Regions from separate parts of the Lactuca sativa genome. Here region 1 is linked to region 2. Evidence: chromatin contacts called from public Hi-C data. All regions are on one chromosome and are shown on one strand. Each heading gives the region's core, a stretch centred on a gene start, on an enhancer-like site or on the middle of the called end of the contact. The rest is flanking DNA. Distances are from core to core; before and after follow the strand shown.

Region 1 (5,925 bases), core at 574-3,073, 320 kb before region 2:
CTTTTGAAAAAAAAAATGAAAATGAAAAAGGCTTCCATGCAAAAAGAAAAAAGTTAATGTGGCTTTTTCAAGTAAATGGCAAAAAAGGCAATGGCTTTTTTTTTTGTTATATGCTTAAAAAAGAATACATAAACACAAAACACCAGACCTTGAAACAAGAACTTTGTGTGTTTTTGCCTTTTTGTAGCATTGTTTACAAAACAACAAAGAGACTTAAAATAGTGGAAAACTAACTTTGACATTTTTAAATTTATGTCGTTGAAGTGTAATATGAATTTAAGCATTATAAAACAGTATATTAGTATATTACCTTGTCTGTAGCCATAGTTTGGATGTCTAATACACCAAAGCAACAAAATCCTTCTCAATACACCTTGGCAACCAGGTGTCTGAAAGTAGCTACCATGTTCAGGATACAACCTTGATAAATCCTGGTCAACCATTTTCTCTAATTCAGCTTTATGAAAAAAGCGACCCCACATGCTATCTGCATTAATATCATTGAGCTATTGACATGAAACAATCAAAGATTTCATGGTATGCATTCTTTGTAAATGTAAAAATAGAATCATGTCACCTCAAAACAATATCAATGCTATGTAAAAGGTAATAAATGTACCAGGGTTTTGTGAAAGAGGATTGTCCATAACATGATCACGAAAATTGCTTTCATCTTTGGAAATATGAGGATTGATAAGAAGCCTCCTCCTTAAAGCTGCATATCTGGAAAATGGAAATACAACATTTAACTTCTTCTCAGATGCAAATATAGATCCCATGTTAGTTCTAGAAATCTTTGAAACAGAGAAAGATGTGGGAGATGTAAAAGAACTTCAAGCTTAACAATATGAAGGTAATACAAGATTGCCTTAAACCCTATCAAACAGTAAAATCCTACAAGAATAAAAAGCACGCCTTACAGAAATCATGAAATAACAGTAGAGTTTAACAAGTTAAAGCCAGATGTATGTTGGACGTGATAAAATATCAGGAATAACAGCAAAGATGCTATATTTGATCAGATGTTCATATAAACCAGAAGCCTCAGTTGGAAAAATTAACACGTGAATCATCAATTAAACATGCGATTCAACACCTTAAATGTCTATATAGAGGTATGGAGAGGACAGATACCTTCTACGGGAATTGGCGATTACACGACGAAACTCATCAACGGAAGAGGAAGAAGGAGGTAAAATCCCCAAATCTATACGCCATTGAACCCCTCTTAGGTCTCCAAAACGGCGATGATTCTCCAAACCGGTTCTCTCCGGTGATAAGTCTCCCGACGACGACGATTCCGGCAATGTCTTCTTCGTCGGCTCGATTGGAGCCGCAGGTGACATAATTTAATATGCCCCCAAAAAAATTCACAAAACCCTCGAAATCGCAATTGGATAAACTATATCACAATGTTTGACAGATTGGAACACCATATAACCGTTATATACGATCACCAAAGGAAACTTTCTAATGATGAATAAATCATGGGATATGTGAATTGAAAAAGAGATTTTTTTCGAACTCCAGAATTCAGAAAGAAAGACTTAGGTAAACGTTGTCGATTGTTAGGGTTTGTGAGGATTGCGCGATGAATAATAAAAAGATGTTGTAAATGTGAGATGAAAATTCAAGAAGACAGAGTTATACACAAAATGATGACGGATTTTCACGAAGAAAATCATAAAATTCTTAATTTTGATATTGACTGCAAGAACATCCGAGAAGATGAAAGTGGTGAGATGGAGCCTCGCGGAATGATTCGGATATTCTAATCATTTTACAACTCTTGATACGCTCCGATGCCATAATTAAAAATGTTAAGAGGATTGGAACTCGGCCTTATTAACTTTTCTTATGGATCATGACATCATGTTACCTTTTTTATTACGTTCTATTTGATTTTATTAATAGGGATATTCCTAGAGAAATATTTAGAATTGCACAAAGTAAGGGTGAGCAAAAACCGAATTGCAAACCAAAAAAACCGAACAAACCACATAAACCGAAACCGAAAAACCGAAACCGAAATGAAAACCGATGGTGCGTTTTTTAGTTTTGCAAAAACCGAAAATAGTCGGTGCGGTGCGGTTTCTAGTCTCGCAAAAACCGCAAAAAACCGAACCGCACTATATATATATATATATATATATATATATATATATATATATATATATATATATATATATATATATATATATATATATATATATATATATATATATATATATTAAGTGTTGATATTTATAATAACCAAGAACTTATGACAATTAAAATTTCTATAAATGTAAATATCTATCTTATCTATCGGAGGATAACTTTATATTTTTAAGCATACATTTAGTGGTATTTACAATAACAAATAATGTTTATGACATTTTTTTTAATATTTAAATATGAATAATACTAGTGATATAGTATATTTTTAAGAATATATTAATTGATATTATCCTATGTACTTGTAAACAAATATTATATTAAATTCGTATTATATTGAAGCATTAGAAACATGTTGAATGAGTGGTTATGTAATTTGATTTCGAACCAAGAGGTGGTGGTATCGGTTTATATCTAATAAAAAATTAGCACTTTTCATCTGAGTCAAAGTAACTCGCTGAGTTACTTGAGTTTTAGTAAAATGACAAAACGGAAAAAAAAAAAAACAAAAAAAAAACAAAAAAACAAAAAAAACAAAAAAAAACAAAAAAAAAACGCAAAAAAACCGAACCGCAAAAAACCGTAATAAAAAACCGTAAAAACCGAACCGCATAAAACCGAACGGTGCGGTTTCTAAATTTCAAAAAACCGAAGTTGCGGTTTTCGGTTCGGTTTTAACCAAAAACCGCACCGAACCGCACCATGCTCACCCCTAGCACAAAGCCACAGAGTACTGGAGCTTGTTGACGAAGACCGCCAAAAAACAAATAAATAGATCAAGCTTCTCCCTCCCAAAAAAACCGAACCGATAGTGCTTCCACCTGTTTTGGACCGGATCCGAAAGAAAAATGAGATTGAACTAATGAGATTGAATCGAAAAAGAACGGTTTAAGACTATCTGTGACTGATACGGAAAAAAAAATGACCATTCCAAGACTGCTTCCAAAAACGACTCGATCGTTCGGGCTACGAGGCAAGATCGGTCTTAAACCAGTCTCAAAAGGCCGGTAGACAAAGTTTATAAACATATATTTTTGTGTTAATTACATAATTTTTAATCACATTATCTAATTTTTTTCATTTTTTACTTTTATTAAACTTAAGTGTATCATTTTTTGTACCGTTCCAAAAATCATCAGATAAAATTTTTTGTTGTTAGATTAATAAATCGTTAATACGTATATTTCTTATAAAATCAAGGTAAACAAGTTTTAGCAAAACATCATCAAATTAGAGTAATTCACAAAATGCGGAAACATGTGGTGTGTGCTCTGCTATCATCCCGAGCCCTTCCATTTGAAAACTGAAGTACCTGAAACATAAACTGAAAACCATAAGCACAAAGCTTAGTGAGTTCCCCAAAAATATCACATAATATACAACCACGTAATAACATACAACATACATATAGTTGCCAAAGGCTTCCCCATGGTCTTTGTCTGGATTGTCATGGGCTCTCCCCATGCTCTAATATCCACAAGGGCATAGGTAAGTTGAAGGTTGGTAGGTACTAGGACCTACCTATTTTTTTTAATATTAATATTTAGTGTAATATATATATATATATATATATATATATATATATATATATATATATATATATTTTGGAGATTTACCATGGATGATATATTTACTTCAAATTTATTTAATTTTGGTTTAGTATCCTATAAGAAATTTATAAGTTTTAATAAGCATGATTCAGAGACAAGACCAGTGATTGGTTGGATTAGCGTAAAGCGCGCAGATAAGGACGTAAGTCGCGGTGCCGGACCACAATCATCGTCGGGACGATTCCCCTCTGCTCACCATTATTAAAACAAGTAAGTTTTCTTATAGAATTTTAAAACAAAATTAATTAAATATGAGTAAATTTTCAGGCATACTATCTAAAAAATATATTCCTGGTAAAAATATCAACAATGAACAAGATAATGATGATAATCAAATAAATTCTATTGAAGAAACCGTTAATAACATAGAACAAAGTTTGAATAATTGGACAATACCTAAAACTAATATTAATACAATATATAGAATAGGAACTTTTGATTATTTTCAAGGTTATTCTATTAAAATGATAGAACAAACTTTGTCTATTGGTCAAAACCAACAAAATTTACATTTGTTATCATCACGATCTATTTTAGAGCATAGAACGAAATATAAATTTTTACATGTTGGTTTGGTCCAAATTGCTATCAAGCCTCTATTTAGAATTGGAATAGATGCCCCTGTTCTCCTTATTCTAAGAGACAAGAGACATAAAGATTTTCAAAATTCTATTTTAGCTATGGCTGAAACGAATATTGCTAACGGACCTATTTATTTCAATTGTTATCCAAATTTCTCTGTAGGATTATTTGATAAAAATATTTTAGATACTTTGGTTTTAACTATAGAAACAAAAAATTTAGAATTTAAAGATGATACAAAGCCTTTAGCAATAATTTATCGTGTTTGTTACAAAACTATGACAACTACACTTGAACCAAAAACACGTTTATCAAGTCCTAGAAATGAAACAATTATTTTTGAAGCAAATACTAACCATACCAAAGTTCATACACCGAAAAGATTAAAATGGTCTGATATAACTCAATCATGTAATTGGAACTTACAAAATGTTATTGATCCAAAACCGTTAGACTCTTCAAAACAAATCTCAAATATTATTGAATATAATGATGGTTCTGTAGATATAAATTTTTCTTCCTTAAATATTTCATCATCCAAATTATCAACTTCTTTTATCGCAGAAACAGGCTCTTCAAAATCTTCATTATTAAAGTCGAGATCTTTAAAACTAAAAACTGTTGACTATACTAATTCTATTCCCAAACCATTATATCAAGATGATCAAAATAGTGAAAATAGTCTTCCTAGTCCTACTAAATCAGATTTTATTGATGAACTTCAAAATTTTAAACAACAATTATGAGTTCTAAAATACAAATTAATTGTTCACAAAATAATAAGCTTTGGGCTAATATGTTAAAAAGGCATTGGAAGATAAATTCTAATATATGCAAAACCATTCAACATTTAGAATAAACTATAACTCATGAAAATTATAATTTATACAAAATACCTCCATATACTAATAAATATAATAAACAAATAGAAAAAATTTCTAGGCTAAAGATAGGCATAAAAAAATATGAAAAATCAAGAAGTCATAATTTAGAATCGATAAAGCATATTTCCTCAATCCTAACAAAAACAACCTGTTAAAATGAATTTCTCGAATTTAGAATATCAAGTTGATTTTGATTACTTAAAAGATATTGAATATTATAAAGATTATAACCATAAAAAAAGAGTTTGGCATGAAGAAAATTTTTCATACTACTTAAGATTTCTCCATTTAGGCCTTTGGGAAGATTATGTTTTATCAAATAAAATTCATTCTCCTTTTTTTCAATGGTTTGAATTAATTTATGCCCCTAAACATAAAATAAATTACCCATTTAAAAATGATTCTATCACTCCTATTTTTGAGAAAAAATATAAAGATATTATTTCTAATAAAGAAATTATTGCTAATTTTCCACCAAAAGGAGAAATTATTATTAACGATATGTTTATTGCAACTCCTTTAGTTCAAGCCCCAAACCAATTAACTACTGAAAAGGGTCTTCAAAAAATTATTTACCAAAATAATTATGCAAATGAAACCTTATCTAGTATTACCGAGCATTTAGTTAAAATTGAAGAAAAAATTTTCAAAGATAAAAACGTTAACAAGCATGATATGGCAAGCACTAGTAA
Region 2 (5,170 bases), core at 2,366-4,865:
AATAACACAAGTTAGAATAACATACCTTTTGTTGGTGCTTGTCTTCATGAAGCTTGAGTGCCTAGTGCCCCAAGTGTGACACCTCAAATGGTTCACACAACACCATAAGCACTTGGAATAACTTAGAGAGAAATTTGAACACTTCAAGAATCGACTTACCCTCCATGCATATCTAGTGGCCGATTTCTCACATCAATAAGATGCTTATATAGTTGTTACAATTAGGGTAAACCCTAATTGTCATGGCTTTCCATTTCCTTGGATCCATGGGTTCAAATACACCATGGAGCATCTAATGGGTTTGAGCCCAACTTGATAATCCATGGAGCATTAGCCCACTATATAAGTATGGATGATTTACACAATCAACCCATATATTTAATTAGTCTTCTTTTGATCACATAATTAATTCTAAATCAATTATTGATCAATACTAATTAAATAATCTTATTAATATATTAGAACTTATAATATATTAATAAACCTTAAGTGTTATTTCTCTCATTTTAGTCTATCCAAGTGCATGATGCCATGCAACCCAAATGGACCATGCCGGGTCGGGTCAAGTCTTACCAATTATAGTTATGGACTTAGGCATTAATCCAACACATTATTCATATATGATTTACATGTGATTAATATGGGGATAATGACTTAAAAGGGTAATATATTTTTTGATTTGTACACATTTAGTCACTAACTTTTTTTTCGTCCACATTTACCCCTTCAACTTGTTAAACTGTACACATTTAGTCCTTATGACCGGCTACTCCAAGTTAGCCGGTAAAAAGGACTTAATAGGGTAATATATTTTTCACTTTGTACACATTTAGTCCTTAATATTTTTGTATATATTTAGTCCTTAATATTTTTTTTGTTGCAAAATAAGTAATTTTTGTTTTTGTACTCATTCAACACTTATAAATGATTTCTTTAGGTTTTTCTCACATCTTAAGTAGGATAGCCAAATGGTGGTGAGATAGGTTGAGGTGGTCCTGCTATATGTTGTAGGCCAAGATATCTGGTGTTGATCGGCTGTAAGCTGCACGCACGGGAGGCTCGAGAAGAGCAGTTGGGTTAAGGCGACATGCTGACAAACGCTGGGTATTCCAATCCGATGACTGATTGGACATGTTGTGTGTTGGCATTCCAGTCGGATGACTGATTGAGCCAAGATATTCCAATATGATGAGTGTGGGTTCGTTATGCATGATAATACGTTTGTTATATCGGGTATTTTGGGGGAAATTTACTAAACTTTATGCTTACGCAATTGTTTATGTTTTCAGGTTCTATCGTTGATCGTGGGAAGGCGAAGGAATGACTGTACACACTTATCAACAGTATTGAGGATTTCGTGTTTCTTATATTACTCTGATTTTCGATAAATTTTGGAATAAATGTTTTTTCTTAATAATGAATTTATAAGTAGGGAGTTTTGCCTTATTTAAAAATGAAAATTTTTTGTTGTAAAAATGAGACGTTACACATAAACATCAACAGTCGCACACACTTCATCAATGATTGTCTCACGTAAGATATCGTGAGAAAAAACTAAAGAAATAATTCATAACTACTGAGTACAAAAACAAAAATGCCTTATTTTGAAAAAAAAAATATTAAGGACTAAATGTGTAAAAAAAATATTAAGGACTAAATGTGTACAAAATGAAAAATATATTACCCTATTAAGTCATTTTCCCGGCTAACCTAGAGTAACCGGTCATAAGGACTGAATGTGTACAGTTTAATAAGTTGAAGGGGTAAATATGGACGAAAAAAAGTCAGTGACTAAATGTGTACAAATCAAAAAATATATTACCCTTTTAAGTCATTATCCCGTTAATATGTGAATCATATGTGATTTACATGTGAATCACATATGATTTGCGTGTAAATCACATGTGATTTACATGTGAATGACATGTAAAATGCTACTTTTTCATTGAGGCATTTCATCGAACACTTGGTGTTCATAAAAAATCTATACAAATATCAACTTTACTAGCTATTGTGATTGTGTGTGTGTAATTATAGAGATAAGAGTAACCACCAGCAACATTGATAAACTCTACAAATATCAACTTTACTAGCCGAAGAGTTCACAAATCCATTCTGATGTATTATGTGCAGATAATATATTGAGTTATTGAAGGGTACCAAGGTCTAAAGTGGAATAAAAGGAAAAGGAGAAGACAGAGACTGCATATTCTTGTAAAATACCTAAATCGAATTGCGATTCAGATAGAATGTCTCTTATGATGTGAGATTAAGTATCAGACACTTGATTTGTCGTTCATCATAAGCTTAATTTCATGATAAAATCGAGTCTATTTAGGTTGAAAAACACAGGTGTATAGACTTGAAGGAACCCTAACCGAAAACTCCCATCGATCGTGTCTGTAGAGATCAACTCCGATGTCGATTGGGGGTTATGGAATAGATAGTTAATTATGAGCTCGACGTCGGTGGGTGAAATCGGAAATCGACTGGTTTGGCAGAGGTCCGGTGACCTCAATGGTTGTCTGGTGGCCTCAATGGTGGTCTGGTGAGAAACGATACGTCTAGATAGAATGGTGGGGTAGGGGTGGGTGAGATATGTTTTTTTTTTAATTATAAAATTGTTCTCAAATGTTTTCCATCTAAAAAATGTTCTCATTTGAACACACACACACACACACACACACACACACACACACACATATATATATATATATATATATATATATATATATATATATATATATATATATATATATATATATATATATTGGAAAAGTGAATATACATTTAAGCCCCGCCTAAGCTTAGGTACTAAATCTCATGAAACTACATTATTTTCTTAGCTAAAGATTGCGATTTGGGATCACAATTACTACTTGAGCTGTAAATTCAGAATTGATACAATAATTTTGATAACAAAGCAAAAATATTAATTATCTTTGACCTTCGTGATGATGGGAAACACCAATGTTGACTGGGGTGAAGTGATAAACGATAATGAAGGAAATAAAACATGAATTATTAAACGATAATGGAAGAAAGAAATGCTATGAGGATGGTATATTTACTAAGTGAAATCCGAACCGGTTACATTACTAAGTTAAAACGACATATTTAGAGGTTTAATAGCTAAGCTTAGGTAGGGCTGTAATGTATATATATATATATATATATATATATATATATATATATATATATATATATATATATATATATATATATATATATATATATGTGTGTGTGTGTGTGTATGCGGATGTCTTTAACATGTAGAATTTGGTTTATGGATTTTGTTTTCTAGAATACATGTCGATGAAGAAAATCTAAGAAAACATAGGAAAATAAAGTGCATGTGAGTCAAGACTTCCGGATACCAAGAAAATGGTGTCCGACATCACACACTCGAATAATTCAACAATTTATCTCTTTTTGTGTTCTTTCTCTTTTGCCCACTAACCAACTCAAAATACTTGAGCACAAAACAAGTAGCAAAATTTCATCATGTGATAAAATATAAATATAAACCTTTAATAAAAGAAATAAAATATAGCATCCAAAGTTTACTTTTGATATCATATCCGAAATTTATTTATATATAAATTCTCTGATTTATGAATTTAATTCAATCAACACTCCACCATCTTTGCCCTCTTGTATGCGTTCCCAAAAAGTGAAGAACCCTAACTAATTCTCTCTCTCCCTCACTGTCCTTCCTTTACTCTTCCCTTTAAATATATCCCCATTTGCTAAATTAGCCACTTTCTTGATCAAGCTTTACTATAATTTAAACATAGGTCTCCCTTATAGAGTAATGTAGCTCTTTCTTTCACTGTTGTTGACTTTGGGAATCAAATCTCTTTGCTATGTTGTCATCTATGGTGGATTAGTGAAGATGGTGTTTTATCTGATTTGATTCTTTTCTTGGATCAATGTGAGTAAAGTTCTTATCTTTTTCATTTGGGTTTGATTTAAATGATTTTATCTCTACTGGGTTTTATTAATTAAGTGAAAAAGTGAAGTTCACAATAATCTTTTTTTGATTCTTATCGTCGTCATCAATACGTACATATATATAGTATTTATTTATATATATAAATATACACATATATGTATCTGTGTTTGTAAATGTGTGAATATAATATGCAGGTTGATCACATGGGTTATCAGATGCAAATGAAAGAATCCGTTTCAGATTGAATCAAACTGGTAAACACTCGAAATCTCCTTCTTTCTCTTGTTCTTGATAAATTTTATTACTTTCTAATCTTTTTTTTTTTCTAATAAATGATGTATCATTGTAGGAGGTTGATGATAATTGATAACTGAAGATATGTTTACAATTATAATTTTATTTAGTCTTTTTATTATTGGGGAATCAGAGATTTATATCGTAACAATTGAAGGAGAGCCTGTTATAAGTTACACTGGTGGCGTTAGTGGTTTCGAAGCCACTGCTGTTGAAGCCGATGAGACACTTGATGTCACTAGGTTCGTGTTCTTGAAATTATTTTTCAAAATTTCCAATTCCTTCACATTAAAAAATCCCAAAACTTTATCGTATTCTAGATTTTTCACTTAAAATGTTGCAATTATGATTATTTTAACACTTGAATCTTTTTTTTTTTGTTAGTGATTTGGTTTCATCGTATTCCCTCCACCTGGAATCGAAGCATGATTCTCTTCTTGAAACTTTGTTTGATGAAGGGACTTACAAGAAACTGTATAGTTACAAGCATCTTATCAATGGGTTTGCTGTTGACTTATCTCCCGAACAGGTCAAAATCAGGACTTTTTGACTTTTAATTGTATAGTATCGTATTTTCATTTATTTATTTGTTTATTATATTTATAGCATCCAAAATTTGTCCCTTTTTGCTATTACAAGTTACAACAACATTGTAAATTACTAGAAATGAAGCTAATCAACCACATATATACATGATTACAGGAACATAGAAATAGCTGAACTAATGTTAAATTACTAAAATACCCTTTTCACATAACTAACTCTAACAAAAAAAAGTGACATGGCTAACACATCTTTCAAAATACAATGCAGAAGAAAGTGGGATGCTATAAGCCTATAACTACAAAAAAAAAAAAAAAAAAAACAAATAAATAAAAGTACATTGCTATTTCTTGCATACACCCTTGTTAAAAACCAATC

The links. A called contact is a pair of places that touch in the nucleus more often than the background predicts.
Region 1: a contact with region 2 is called in a Hi-C map of leaf, with 5 times the contacts expected there. The contact joins the promoter of LOC111906149 here to the promoter of LOC111906148 in region 2. A contact is called at or near these places in 2 of 4 Hi-C or Micro-C datasets (both in leaf).

The regions. Positions count from the first base shown.
Region 1 is chr5:209,842,827-209,848,751 of Lsat_Salinas_v11, reverse strand. LOC111906149 reads right to left here and starts at 1,823. Exons shown (of 5, transcript XM_052771472.1): 1 at 1,135-1,823; 2 at 620-723; 3 at 311-487. The coding sequence starts at 1,346.
Region 2 is chr5:209,530,353-209,535,522 of Lsat_Salinas_v11, reverse strand. It overlaps LOC111906148 (subtilisin-like protease SBT2.6), which reads left to right and starts at 3,615. Exons shown (of 11, transcript XM_023901882.3): 1 at 3,615-3,934; 2 at 4,150-4,209; 3 at 4,305-4,491; 4 at 4,634-4,778. The coding sequence starts at 4,334.